2 separate regions of the Macaca mulatta genome follow, and region 2 is linked to region 1. A link is a contact called in public Hi-C data. All regions are on one chromosome and are shown on one strand. The core of a region is the stretch at or near the end of the contact, and the rest is flanking DNA. Distances in the headings are between cores, read along the strand shown. Region 1 holds the start of SRA1 (steroid receptor RNA activator 1). Region 2 holds the start of TMCO6 (transmembrane and coiled-coil domains 6).

The links. Hi-C and Micro-C count contacts between places; a contact is called where the count stands out from the background.
Region 2: a Hi-C map of blood shows a contact between it and region 1, with 4 times the contacts expected there. The contact joins the promoter of TMCO6 here to the promoter of SRA1 in region 1. A contact is called at or near these places in 7 of 14 Hi-C or Micro-C datasets (CD4 T cells, blood, cortical neurons and 4 more).

What each region holds. Positions count from the first base shown.
Region 1 is chr6:149,408,167-149,415,054 of T2T-MMU8v2.0, reverse strand. It overlaps SRA1 (steroid receptor RNA activator 1), which reads left to right and starts at 1,372. Exons shown (of 3, transcript XM_077937179.1): 1 at 1,372-1,687. The coding sequence starts at 1,382. It overlaps APBB3 (amyloid beta precursor protein binding family B member 3), which reads left to right. Exons shown (of 13, transcript NM_001266106.1): 13 at 15-552. The coding sequence ends at 251.
Region 2 is chr6:149,477,204-149,484,705 of T2T-MMU8v2.0, reverse strand. It overlaps TMCO6 (transmembrane and coiled-coil domains 6), which reads right to left and starts at 2,509. Exons shown (of 9, transcript XM_077937177.1): 1 at 2,344-2,509; 2 at 2,101-2,213.

The sequences.
Region 1 (6,888 bases), core at 123-2,622:
CCCCTTCTCCCTAGGTTCAGTACCAGAAGTGTCTTGTGGCCTCTGCAGCTCGAGGCAAGGCCTGGGGTGCCCAGGCCCGTGCCCGCCTGCGGCTCAAGCGGACCAGCTCCATGGATTCCCCAGGAGGTCCCCTGCCCCTCCCCCTGCTCAAAGGAGGGGTTGGCGGTGCAGGGGCAACCCCTCGAAAGCGGGGTGTCTTCTCTTTTCTTGATGCCTTCCGGCTGAAACCCTCTCTGCTCCACATGCCCTAAACTTATCTGGGAAGGCTGGGGAAGGAGGCTCTGGGTCCATGCCTAACTCTGTACCCTTTTATTCCTCAAGGCCTATAGCCTGTCACCCCTTGAAGCCTTCTCTGCCTGTCCCTCTGATCCTTGTCCACTGTCTGTTTATTGCCCAATTTATTGTTTATATGGATGACTGGAAGGCACTGCACCACAATGTAGGACCCTGACTTCCCTTTCCTTGGGTCCTTGTGTTCCTTGCCCCTGTCCAACCCTGGACAGTTGGCTCTACCTCAGTAACACTTTATAGCAAAATCAGTGCAAATAAAAATCCCTCAGTGACCTCACTGGATGTGAGTATATTGGGCCTGGGACAGGGCTGGGGGCTAACAGCCTGTGTGAGATGAGCGTCTTTGTGTCTGTGCTTGATGTTGGTGGCTCTCTGTAGTCACATGACAGCATGGGTGTGATGGAGATCTGACTTCATTCATTCAACAAACATATTTTCTAAGGAGTTCCCTGTGCCACGCACTAAGCTGGGCACCGGGGATGTAATAAAATAGGCAAGGTCCCACCTTCTGAGACTGTCAGGGAAATGAACAAGAGTCAAATAAGACAGAAGATGTGATGTAATATAATTAGGAAATCTTAGAGGGTTGTAGGGTTGTGGGAGCTCAAGTAAGACACTTAACCTGGCCTGAGACATTCCAGAAGGCCTCCTGAAGAACTGACATCTGAGCTGAGAACTGAAGGAAGATGAGTACTAGTTAGTGAGGCTACCTGAGGTGAATGTGGAGATTGTGCAGGGCAATGCAAGAGGAGGCTGTAGAAGTCAACCTGGCTAGATCGCAGCGGGGCGTATGTGGGGCAGGAGCTTCTGGTTGTTCGAACTTGCTCCTGAGAGGATGAGGGCTCCTAGGGCGCTGGCTCCTGGACAACAACCTCCTTTGGTGCCTTGTGACCGGGCCCTGATGGTTCATTAGATGGAGCCTTCGAGTCTTAGGGAGTTGCCGCAGGGTCCCCACAGCAGCTCCCGACGGCTGTGAACGAGCATCCATCCTCCAGGGTTCCCGGCAACCCGCCTGGCCTGGGACGCGGCTCAACTGTGAGCGGCCGTCCCGGAAATGACGCGCTGCCCCGCTGGCCAAGCGGAAGTGGAGATGGCTGAGCTGTACGTGAAGCCGGGTGAGCGCGGCCGACTGGCTAGGGCACTAGGTCCTCGCCCCGGCCTAGGCTGGGGGCGGTTGCGGCGCGGAGTCTGGACCCTCTGTCTCCCCCAGCCCCAATATGAACTATCAGTGGAGTTCCGGGCTCGCTTCACACATCCCTCGCCTCCGCAGGCAACAAGGAGCGCGGCTGGAACGACCCGCCGCAGTTCTCATACGGGCTGCAGACCCAGGCCAGCGGACACAGGCGCTCGCTGCTCACCAAGAGGGTCGCCGCACCCCAGGATGGATCCCCCAGAGGTGCGTGGGGCCCCTGTGCTCGGAGACCGACGGGGAATGGGGAGGGGGGTGTAAGAGATAAGCCTGTCTGGAAGGCTTTTTTCTCTTCCCCGAGGGCTCCTTATGGAGAGAGGTTATGGGGCTCCAGTAAAGGTCTCAGGGCAGGTGCTTTTCCGAGCCCCTTCTCTGCTGCTCAGGTTAATAAATGGTGTATTGATTTAAAAAGACTCTATTTTTTCATCCTAGGTGATCTCATCCAGACCCGTGGCTTTTAATATAGTTTTAATCCTCAAGTTATCTATCTTTGTTAACCTATACCTCTTCCCAGAACCTCATAGTGGCATATTCATTTGTCCATTCTGTCTTCACTTAGGTATATGATAATCATCAGACTTCACAGTTTTTCATTCATTTAATCACTATTATTTACTGAGCACTTACTATAAGTCAGGCACTGTTTAAGGGCCAACTAGACAGCAGTGAGAAAAAAGATCTCTGCTTTCAGGGAGTCCATGTTGCAGCGCTGGAGATGGGCTGAAAGATTAAATAGTGGTGAGGGTGCTACAGAAAAATAAGCGGTGATGTAATATGACTGGGTAACGAGGTGTCTGAGGGGCTGATATTTAAGCCACACAAAAAGCATTCCAAGCAAAAGAAACAGCTGCAAAAGGAATAAGTTTGGCCAATTCAGAGACTGATGAAATACAGAGTGACTGGCTACAGCCACTTTGTAAACCAGGATAGTGGGCTTTGTAAACCAGGATAAGGAGTTTGTATTTTAGTCTACATAAAGTTGGAAGCCATTGAAAAGTTTAAAGTAGAGGAGAGCCAACTTTCCCCCTGAGAATTTTCCAGGCCATTAAATGGGCTGTGCTGTGGCCTCCATAAAGGGGCTCAGGTTTGGTTCTTTCAGTGGCCCTCCATTCTCCACACCCTTTTTGCTGTAGAAGAAGAATGATACAAGGCTTGGTTTCTTAAACTCAGCAGTATTGATAGGTTGTGGCCAGATAATTCTTTGTGAGGGACTTTCCTGTGTGTTTATCAGCAACTCTGACTTCTATCCAATAGATGCCAGTAGCATCCACCCAGTTGTGATAGCCAAAAGTGTTTCCAGACATTTGCCCTGTGGGCACTATCTTCCTAGCTTGAGAACCAGGGACTGATTGACATTTTGAAAAGATCATGGTCTGCTGTGTGAAAACAAGATTTTAGGGGAGTGGAAAGACAAATTACAGCTATTATGGTAATATAGGCAAGATTTAATGATTTGCATAAGGGTACTAGGAGTTAGATGGATATGAGATGGAGAAGTTCAGTAGGAATGAGTAGATTAGGAGGAATCCATATAACTAAAATTTTTTGCTTGATATAGGAAGACTGGGGGATAGTGGTTTTGGGGAGGGGGAGTTTTTTTGGGGGGCCCATGTGAAATTTAGGCTGTTATTTTTCGGGAAAAGTCTAAGCCAGAATTAGAGAAATAAGTCACCATTACAAGGATGGTATTTGATGTTATGCACTTGAATGAGGCCAGGGACAGAGCCGTAGGGCACTCTAGCATTTCAAGGTTGAGAAGGAATCATCAAAGGAGATTGGGAAGTGGCCAAAGAAGAAAATAGAAGAGGCCAGGCGCAGTGAGTCACGCCTGTAATCCCAGCACTTTGGGAGGCCAAGGCGGGCGGGCAGATCACCTGAGATAAGAAGTTCAAGACCAGCCTGGCCAACATGGCGAAACCCTGTCTCTACTAAAAATATAAAAATTAGCGGGGCCTGTAATACCAGCTACTTGGGAGGGTGAGGCAGGAGAAACGCTTGAACCTGGGAGGTGGAGGTTGCGGTCAGCCGACATCACGCCACTGCACTCCAGCCTGGGCGACAGAGCGAGATTCTGTGACAAAACCAAAACCAAAATAAAAAAATAGGAGAGTGTAAAGACATGAATCAGTAGTGATGAATGCTACTGAGACATCAAGATAGAGACAAGGGGCCAGGTGCAGTGGCTCACACCTGTAATCCCAGCACTTTGGAGGCTGAGGCAGGTGGATCACGAGGTCAGGAGTTCAAGACCAGCCTGGCCAACATGGTAAAACCCCCTCTCTACTAAAAATACAAAAAGTAGCCAGGTATAGTGGCGGGTACCTGTAATCCCAGCTACTCAGGAGGCTGAGGCAGGAGAATCATTTGAACCTGGGAGGTGGAGGCTGCAGTGAGCTGAGATCACACCATTGCACTCCAGCCTGGGACTCCATCTCAAAAAAAAAAAAAAAAAAAAAAGAAAAAAAGGAACCACTAGATTTGACAAGCATAGCAGTCACTAGTGATCATAACAAAAGCAGCCTGCATTAGTGAGAACAGAAACTCAGCTGGAATGGGCTGAGGAGAGAATGTGAAAAGTAGGGAGAGTGACTATAAACAGTTCACTCAAATTCTGTGGAGATAAGAAATGAGACAGTATCTGAAAATGGAACGTGAAGGGAGTGTTTTGATAGTAATATACTAGAGCATGTTTGTACGCTAATGGGATGATTCAGTAGAGAGGGAGAACTGATGATGCAAGAGAAGATACTTACAGTAGGGAAGTCTAGAGAAGACAAGAGAGGCTAGGATGCAGAGTACAGCTGGAAAGATGGCTTTTGATAGGAGCAGGAACGTTTTCATCTATTACAAGAGGAAGAAAAGTGGCCACAGATGCAGGTGGGTTAGGAGGACTAGTGGTGGGAAGATGAGACAGTTCCCGTTTAATGACTTCTACTTTTCAATGAAACATCAGGCAGTGTCAGAAGAAGATAGCAGGGAAAGAAAGAGAAGTTCTGAAGAGTGGAAAAAATGAGCCAAAATGTCCGGGCAGTGTTTGGTACCTTTTAAAATCTGTGGCCATGAATTTAAAGTGTCAGCATGGCTCTATTTTCCCTCCCAAGTGCAAGCAAGTTGGGTTTAACCAGGAAAGTGGGACAATGGGAGGAGATAAAGGAGGTAAAAATATTTATAAGGGGGTGACCACGTTAATATACATGGAAATCAAAGTAGCTGAGCTGGAAGGGGTAAGGGGGTGATCAGATTTTGGAGGTGATAGTGTTGTGAACAAGGCAGGGGGATGAGAGGCTGATGTAGGGTGGGAAAAAATGATCACTGGAGGTGAAGAGGTCAACTGTAACGCCAAATTATTAAATGAATCAATCATCGTTGTGGATGTTGGTACCTAAAAATAAACTTTTGACTTTTCCAGTCTTTCTGTTAGTGGTTCCCATTACTAAAGTCAGAAACTAAGAGTCACCTTGACTTCTCTCTTCCTCACTCCCAATCCACTCCTGTTGCTACTTCCTCTTAAGTAAATCTCAGACTACTCCATTCCCCTCATCTACTCTTTTACCCTAGTCCATGCCAGCATTATCTCTTTCCTGAACTATTCAACCTCTCAACTGGTGTTCCTGCCACCATTGTTGACCTGTTTTCATCAGTTTTTCACAGAGCATACATGTTTAAGAATAAGTCTGATCACATCACCCCTTGCTTTTATAAACCTGCAGTGGCTTCCCAGTACCATTGACTCAAGACCAAACTCTTCCAAAACCCCACAGGGTCTGGACCCTCTGCTTACCTCTCTAATGATAGCTCATACTACTTTCTTCAGTGATAATAGTTTTTAGCCCTACAGGCCTCATTTTTGTCTCTTGAACAAGTCAAAAGTTTTCCTGCTTCTTGGGCACTGCTCTCACCTCTACCTAGTACATGTTCTTTCAACTCTTCATAGCTGCATCTGTCTCATCCATTAGTTCTCAATTTAATAAAAACAGCTCAATTTGTACTTTTTGCTACACACTAGCAACTGTATTTTTTGTTGTTGTTGTTGAGACGGAGTTTCGCTCTGTCGCCCAGGCTGGAGTGCAGTGGCCGGATCTCAGCTCACTGCAAGCTCCGCCTCCTGGGTCTACGTCATTCTCCTGCCTCAGCCTCCCGAGTAGCTGGGACTACAGGCGCCCACCACCTCGCCCGGCTAGTTTTTTGTATTTTTTTAGTAGAGACAGGGTTTCACTGTGTTAGCCAGGATGGTCTCGATCTCCTGACCTCGTGATCCACCTGTCTCGGCCTCCCAAAGTGCTGGGATTACAGGCTTGAGCCACCGCGCTGGGCCTTTTTTTTTTTTTTCAAAGAGGGTCTTACTATGCTGCTTAGGCTGCTCTCAAACTCCTGGGCTCAAGTGATCTTCCTGTCTCAGCCTCCCAGTGTGCTGGGATTGGAGGCATGTGTCACCACACTCAGCCTGTACCTATATTCCTAATCTTCATTGCAACCTTGTGAAATAAGTGGCATTATATACATCCCCATTTTACAGAAGAGGAACCTAAGCTCTGGTTGAAAGTAACTTGCTGAAAGTTACATAGTGAGTGAGCTCAGATAAACTTAAATGTACCTCAGAAGGCCTTCCTGAACACTTAGTCTAGATAGGTTCTCCCATTTCTCTTTATTGCATAAACCATTTTATTTCTTGATAGCATGTAGCATAATTTAGTAATTTTGTGTTTTTTTCCATCCCTCTAGAATTAAGCTTTCTGAGGTCAGGAACTTAATCTGTCTGGTTTACTTCCTCTTGAGTAGCCAGGACTATAGGTGTGTGCCACCACACTCGACTAATTAAAAAATTTTTTTTGTAGAGATGAGGTGTCACTATATTGCCCAGGCTGGTTTTGAACTCCTGAGCTCAGGTGGTCCTCCTACCTGGGCCTCTCAAAGTGTTAGTATTACAGGCGTGAGCCACTGTGCCCAGGCCTGGTTTACCTTTCTTCTCTTTTCTTTTTTTTTTTTGAGACAGTTTCGCTCTTATTGCCCAGGCTGGAGTGCAATGGCACCATCTTGGCTTACCACAACCTCTGCCTCCTGGGTTCAAGCGATTCTCCTGCCTCAGCCTCCTGAGTAGCTGGGATTACAGGCATGCGCCACCATGCCCGGCTAATTTTTGTATTTTTAGTAGACTCGGGGTTTCGCCTTGTTGGCCAGGCTGGTCTTGAACTCCCGACCTCAGGTGATCTGCCCACCTCAGCCTCCCAAAGTGCTGGGATTACAGGCCTGTCCACCACACCCGGCCACCTAGTTTACTTTTCTAATCTTTAGTGCCTAGCATATTGCCTTGCATAGAGTGGGGACTTCATAAATGCATATTTTTGAATGAATAAGTTGTCTCAGAGAGTAGCCCTTCTTAGAAGGGGTGAATTTAGAGTTAAACTTCT
Region 2 (7,502 bases), core at 1,260-3,759, 69 kb before region 1:
CCGAGCCGCCTCAAGCTGCAGCAGAGCCTGGTTGCTGGTCAGGAGCCCGACCAGGGTCCGCATGCTGCCCTCCAGCCTACGTGAATGAGTACCAGAGCCCTGCTTAGCTTGTGGCCCATCCCTCAAAGCCCCAGCTCCCCCCTCCCCCACACCACCCACACTGACTGGATGAAGGTTTGCTGTGTTTCAGGGTGCTGCAAGCCTCGACGAAGGCTAACCAGAGCCCCCTCTCTCTCCTTTTCTTCTGTACCCCGCTGGGCTTGCCGCAGGAACTGCTGCACCTGGAGTTCAGGGCAGGGAAAGGAGAACACATAGTTCCCAGAAAGCAAGTTCTAAGTTTCTCTCTGCCCACTTCACCTGTGAGCCTTCCAATATCATACCACCTCCAGAACTTGTCATTCACACTAATGCAACTAATAAGCATCTACCTTGCAGTGGAGTGGACAGAGAATCAGAACTGAGTTCTAATACCATACCTGCCACTCACTCCACATGGGACCTGAACCTAAGTTTCCTCACCTGAAAATGAGAATAACAATATCTACCCTGCCTTCATACAAGGTTCTTTCAAGGATATTTAAAACTCTCAGCCTGGCAAAACCTACTCCTCCAGCCATTCTCCCCATGCAACCTACACTCTAACAACAACTAGCACAACATTAGCCTTTTTTTTTTTTTTTTTTTTTTTAACACTTCCGAGCTTTTGCACATGCTATTCCTTCTGCCTGGATACCCTCTCCAGCTTCCCACTCTTTTCAGATTTCTGCTCCTCATTCTCTCTGGGAAGTTAGCTCTTTTTGAGAGACTTAGGAGTTTCTTTTGTTCCTCATGTTTCCTTCCCTTATGACATGTCTTCTTCACTGGGCTGTGAGCACCTCAAAGAAAGGGACTTCATCTTTATGTACCTCAGTGACCAGCACAGTGTCCTGGCATAAAGTAAGCACACAATGGAATAGTACAACCTAGAAATAAGTTGACAAAATATATGTCAACATAGTATGTACGATAAACTATGTATGTAAACATAATACAAATATAGGGGATACTCAATGCTTGCTGAATAAATCCTTTCATTCACTCATTCAATAAATACTAAGCACTTAACTATATGCCAGATAATGTGCGGGCAACCGGGTTTTCAATGATAACAAATAACACAGGATCTAGGTTTTCCTGCAATTAAAGTCTAGTTGGAGAAAGAACAATAAACAAGCCATTAGATAATGATTAATATTTTACAAGAAACAAGTAGGTGGCCGGGCACAGTGGCTCACGCCTGTAATCCCAGCACTTTGGGAGTCCGAGGCGGGTGGATCACGAGATCAGGTGTTCGAGACCAGCCTGACAAACATGGTGAAACCCCGCCTCTACTAAAAATACAAAAATTAGCCGGGCATGGTGGCGCGAGCCTGTAATCCCAGCTACTCAGGAGGCTGAGGCAGGAGAATCGCTTGAACCCGGGAGGCGGATGTTGCAGTGAGCCGAGATCATGCCACTGCACTCCAGCCTGGCGACACAGCGAGACTCTGTCTCAAAAAAACAAAACAAAACAAAAAGAAGGTTCTCAAGACAGAATACCAAAAGAAACCCACATCAGACGTAGCGAATGCCAAGGGCTTGAGACACAAGGGTCCGATATATCGTTGCAGGAACTGAAAAGGGGACAGTGGCTAGGATGAGAAAACTGATAAAATTAGAGTTAGGAAGAGGCTAGACCATGCTATGATTTGCAGGACACAGGAAAGATTTTGGTCTCCATGTGTTTTTAAAGGACGTATTGACGGCGACAAGCATAGATGCAGGGTGACCTTTTAGGAGACTGCAGTAGTATCCAGAGAGGTAGTGGTGGCAGCTTCGATGGTGAAGCATGTAAAGACTCCAAAGCTCTTCAGGAGGTACACAACTAGGACTTGATGATGGAATGATATGGGGTTGAGGGTCAAAGAGTTGTGCAGGATGATTCCCCTGTTTCTGGCTTGACCCACTGAATGCATGGAAGTGTAGAGTGGATTGCGTTCAGGTTTGGGGCAGACCTCGAGTACTCCCGGGAGTCTGGCGCCAGTGGCGTGGACTCCAGCGCACCCTGCCTTGCCCCCTCACCTCGGCCTCCCCGAGGATCGCAGCCACACATCCCTCTCCAGCTTCCTCTGGGGCGTCTTCTCTCAGCAGCCTCTTGCTGACCAGCTGCTGCTCCCTCCGCGCCTTCCGCAGTGCTGGGGGCAGAGGAGCGGGCTGAGCGTGGGAAGGACGACCGGAACCCAGATCCCGCGGCTCCAAGCCTGAAGTCTCAACCTATCTCCGATCGCTATATGCCCCCGCGCTCCCTCGGCCGCCCACACCTGCCTCCTGCTCCCGCCGGCGGCGCCGTAGCTCCTCCACCCCGCAGACTGTGGGCCTAAGGTGGCCCTGCCGTCGGCTCCACATGGTAGAGCAGGAGGAGGAACGCCGCAGGAAACAGCGGCCACAACGCTCCCAGGGGCGTAGACGATGGCACCGACTGCGCAGACTCAGCACAGGGAAGGCCCAGGCGGGGAAGTCGCCAGGAGCGGAGTGGGTGCTGGGTGAGGGCGGGGCTCGGCGAGCGGACGCTGCGCGGGGACGGTGGGCGGGGTGAGGGCTAGAGACGCTGCACCACCAGACCAGAGCCAGAGGCGGCGCTCCGCCTCTGATTGATTTGTCTTATCAATTTTAGGAAAAGAAGTCACTCATCCCTTACCTCAAGTGCCCCAAGCCAGCGGTGTCACAATCTACTCAGCAAACACAACTTCCCCACCCACAATGCGCTCTAGATGAACGTTCAAAACAACCCTGAACTTCGGGAAGCGCCACCATGCCATTTCACCATTAATGCGGATCCCACTGATAAGAGCTGCCAGAAACGCTTGAAGCGTCATTGAATTGTCAACGAAGAGTCAAACTCTGTAAAATATTTGAAGAGACTTATTCTGAGCCAAATATGAGTGACCATGGCCCGTGACACAGCCCTCGGGAGGTCCTGAGAACATGTGCCCAAGGTGGTCCAGTACAGCTTGGTTTTACATATTTTAGGGAGATATGAGACTTCAATCCAAATCATTCAAGAAATACACTGGTTGGGCCGCGCGTTGTGGCTCACGCCTGTAATCCTAGCACTTTGGGAGGCCGAGGCGGATGGATCAATTTAGGTCAGGAGTTTGAGACCGGCCTGGCCAACATGGTGAAAGCCCATCTCTACTAAAAATACAAAAATTAGCCGTAGTGGTGGGTACCTGTAATCCCAGCTACTCCGGAGCCTGAGACAGGAGAATGGTTTGAATCCGTGAGGCGGAGGTTGCAGTGGGCCGAGATCGCGCCATTGCACGCCAGCCTGGGCTACAAGAGCGAAACTCCGTCTCAAAAAAAAGAAAAAGAAAGAAAGAAATGTGGGATATGATGAGGTTTCTCTTCAAATAATTAGATCAGTCTTTTATTCTTTAATTCATAGTACCCCCCACACACACCTTTTTTCCCCCTTTTCTCCTTTTTTTTTCCTTTTTGCCTTCATTAGATGCCCAGGCACGCCACAGTACTAGGCGTTATCTGTACCAGCTCACATTCCTTTCTTTATTTGGAAAGAGGACTAACTTTGTAGTTCATTACAGGCACCCCTTCCCCTTCCTCTCCACTTTCTTTTAAGTGTCCACCTTATCTAAAAAATTCAAGTGTTTAGCCAACCGGGATTAGTTTAGATTGTATGACCCGCAGGACTTGCGTCAGGAATAAAGGCTCTCGTGCCCCTTTGTTCAGGTGTGCTCTCATGGCGACTGGCCAAACAGACACCCCTCTGCACAGAAGTAAAATTGCTTTGCTAAGAATCCTTTGTTCGAGTGTTCAATTTCCCTTAGGATTTTGGGTGTTGTTCCTAACAGAAAGAAGGAAAGAAAGAAGGAAAGGAGGAAAGAAGGAAGGGAAGGGAGGGGATGGGAGGGAGAGAAAGAAAGAAAGACATTGGTTTGTGGGACAACACAAAGGCGGGACAACTCAAAGTGAGGCGGTGGGGGGGCTTCCAGCTTATAGGTAGGTTTTAAATTTTTCTGGTTGACAATTGGTTGAGTTTCTCTAAAGACCTGAGATCAATAGAAAGGAATGTCTGGGTTAAGATGAAGGATTGTGGAGACCCAAGTTCCTATTTGCAGAGGAAACCTTCAAATCCTAGGCTTCAGAGAGAATGGGTTGTAAAATGTTTCTTATCAAATTTAAAGTCTGTGTTGATGTTAACGCTGGAGAGGTATAATGAGGCATGTTCAACTCCCACTTCCCGTCATGCCTTGAAACAGTCACTCTGTTAAATTTTAAAAGAGCCCTGGCTGAAGAGGAAGTCCATTCAGATGGTGGGGGTTGGGGGGGGGCTTAGAATTTTATTTTTGTTTTACAGAATGTTCACCACAATGACCATTATTCTCATTTTATATATGATGAAAATGAGAAAAATATCATTACTTCACTTCTCTGCATAAAACTGAGTTCCCATAATTTTTAGGATAAAATCTTTCACCAAATGTTGAGCGCCACTAGTCTACTAGGCACTAAGGAAACACTAGTGAATAAAAAACCATGTTCCTCACACTCAAAATTGGAATTGTGGCCAACTTAGCTCTACATGGTCTAACCCCTGCATACCTCTCCAATCTGGACTCACCTCTTCTGGGACCTTCTCTTTGTTAACAAGCCCTGCTCTTTTTCTCCTCCCCACTCCCACTCTTGGGGGAGGCTCTTGCACAAGTTGTTTTCTCTGCCTGCACCCTTACCTCTTCTCCCTAAGGAGAAGCATCCTTCCCTTAACAACATTCTCAACATCTCAAGTCCAGTGTCACATACTCAGAACCATTGTACCAATGACCCAGCTTCTTCATAACCCTTTTCACAGCTATCATTAAGTTATAGTGTAATTATTTGATGTTGTCTCCTCCCAGACCCCCTTGGCAGCTCCAGATTAGGGTCCTGGTGGCACCTAAGAATTTTTACAGGAAACCTCTAATTTTTAAAAAGCTATATAACTTAGGCAAAGGTTCAATTAAGCACAAATCTAGGAAAAAAGTTATTCTTAAAACCAACTTCTTTCCCTTGACCTTAATTCTACCCCTTGGAATTAATCAATGAAGTCTGCAATCTCTTCCACAAAACAGCACGTTAAAATATCTACAGACCATCATTCTATCCTTAATATCTTCTCTCCCAGTATCCATCCATCCATCCCCTGGACAGCTATTTATTGAGCACCTGCTGTGCACCATGCTCTGGCCAGGGACAGGGCCTGGATCTTGACCCCTTCCTCATGCAACTGTCTGGCTTCTTTTTTTAATTTTTCAATTTTTAAAAAAATTTAATTAAAAAATTTTTATTTTCTTATTTCTCCAAGAAAAACTTTTTATTTATTTATTTATTTATTTATTATTTTGAGCCAGGGTCTTGCTCTGTTGCCCAGGCTGCAGTGCAGTGGTGCAATCATGGCTTATCACAGCCTGGAGCTCAGCCTTAAATGATCCTTTCAGCTTGGCCTCCCAAAGTGCTAGAATTACAGGCATGAGCCACTGCACTTAACCCAGGCTGGCTTCTAAAACCCACACTTGGCCGGGCAAGGTGGCTCATGCCTATAATCCCAGCACTTTGGGAGACGGAGGCGGGTGGATCACCTGAGGTCAGAAGTTCGAGACCAACCTGACCAACATGGTGAAACCCCATCTCTACTAAAAATGCAAAATTAACCAGGTGTGGTGGCACATGCTTGTAATCCCAGCTACTCGGGAGACTGAGGCAGGAGAATCGCTTGAACCCAGGAGGTGGAGGTTGCGGTGAGCTAAGATTGCGTCATTGCACTCCAGCCTGGGCAACAAGAGTGAAACTCCATCTCAAAAAAAAAAAAAAAAAAAAAAAGAAAACAACAACAACAACTACAACTAAACCCACACTTACTCCAGGTGGGGAAGATGAAACAAGTTCCCAGCCAAAAGCTATATTCTGCCCAGTGTCTGCTCAGACAGCTACAGCTGCCCAAACTGCCTTTCTGTATCTACCTGTCTGGCAACACTGTTAACCCTGTAAGAACCAGCCCCAGGTCCTGTCTTGTACAGGACTGGCTGTTCCTTTCTCCAGACCATGTTCCTCCCCACCTCCGCCCTCCTCCCCCAACAACACAAGCCTTCTGTAAGAGCCCTCTCCACTATGGACTGAAGTTCTGGGTTCATGTTTGCTCTACCCACCTCCTGGAGCACTTCAGGGATTGTCTTGGTTATGTCTGCATCCCAGGGCTTTCTACCAACCCTAGTACTCGGTAGACAAATGGTAGATATTTGTAGAATCAAGCTGTGAGTTGGAGATCTTTGCAGAACCATCACTGCTCCTCTTAACTTGCACCTCCCCACCCCTAAGATGATGAGGTGTCAGACTTCAGGGGCCTGAGTTCTCTGAATGCAGACTCTGAGAAAGAAGACTAGTCATCAGGACTACACTGAAAAGATGTGGTTCTGTGCCAAAGACTTTACTCACAAACAGGTAATACTATCATCTCCGTTTCACAAAAGGGAGGCCCAAGTCTCACAACCTCAGTGGTAAAGCTGGGATTCCAAGACTGGCTGACTTCAAGTCAGATATACTCACATCTTGGTCTTCAGGGATATCACAGAGGCCTGGCATGGCACCAGGGCATGGCCCAGTGCATTGGGGTATGCCCAACAGGACCCACAGGGGGCAGTGATGAGCCTTCTTGTTTGGACTGGGGACAAATCTGCAGCTACTTCTCAATTAAAGAGGAAGTGGGAATTTAAAAAAGACTTTCGGTCAGGCACGGTGGCTCACACCTGTAATCCCAGCACTTTGAGAGGCTGAGGCGGGTGGATCACTTGAGGTCGGGAGTTCGAGACCAGCCTGACCAACATGGAGAAACCCCATCTCTATTAAAAATACAAAATTAGCCAGGGGTAGTGGCGCATCCCTGTAATTCCAGCTGCTCAGGAAGCTGAGGCAGGAGAATTGCTGGAACCCGGGAGGCGGAGATTGCAGTGAGCCGAGATTGTGCCATTGCACTCCAGCCTGGGCAACAAGAGCGAAACTCCGTCTCAAAAATTAAAAATAAATTAAAAATAAATAAATAATAAGAATACAAATACAAATAAAATAAAAATAAAAAAGACATTCAGGCCAAATGTAGTGGCTCTCATCTGTAATCCCAGCACTTTGAGAGGCCAAGGTGGGCAAATCACCTGAGGTCAGGAGTGCCTGGCCAACAGAGTGAAACCCTGTCTCTCCTAAAACTACAATAATTAGTTGGGCGTGGTGGTGGGCTCCTGTAATCCCAGCTACTTGGGAATCTGAGGCAAGAGAATCGCTTGAACCTGGGAGGCAGAGGTTGCAGAGAACCAAGATCACACCACTGCACTCCAGCCTGGGCAACACAGCAAAACTCGGTCTAAAAAAAAAAAAAAAAAAGACTTTCATATAGTTCTTTCCCCAGAGGTCTAGGGATGTGGACCTGTGAGGGCTGTTGT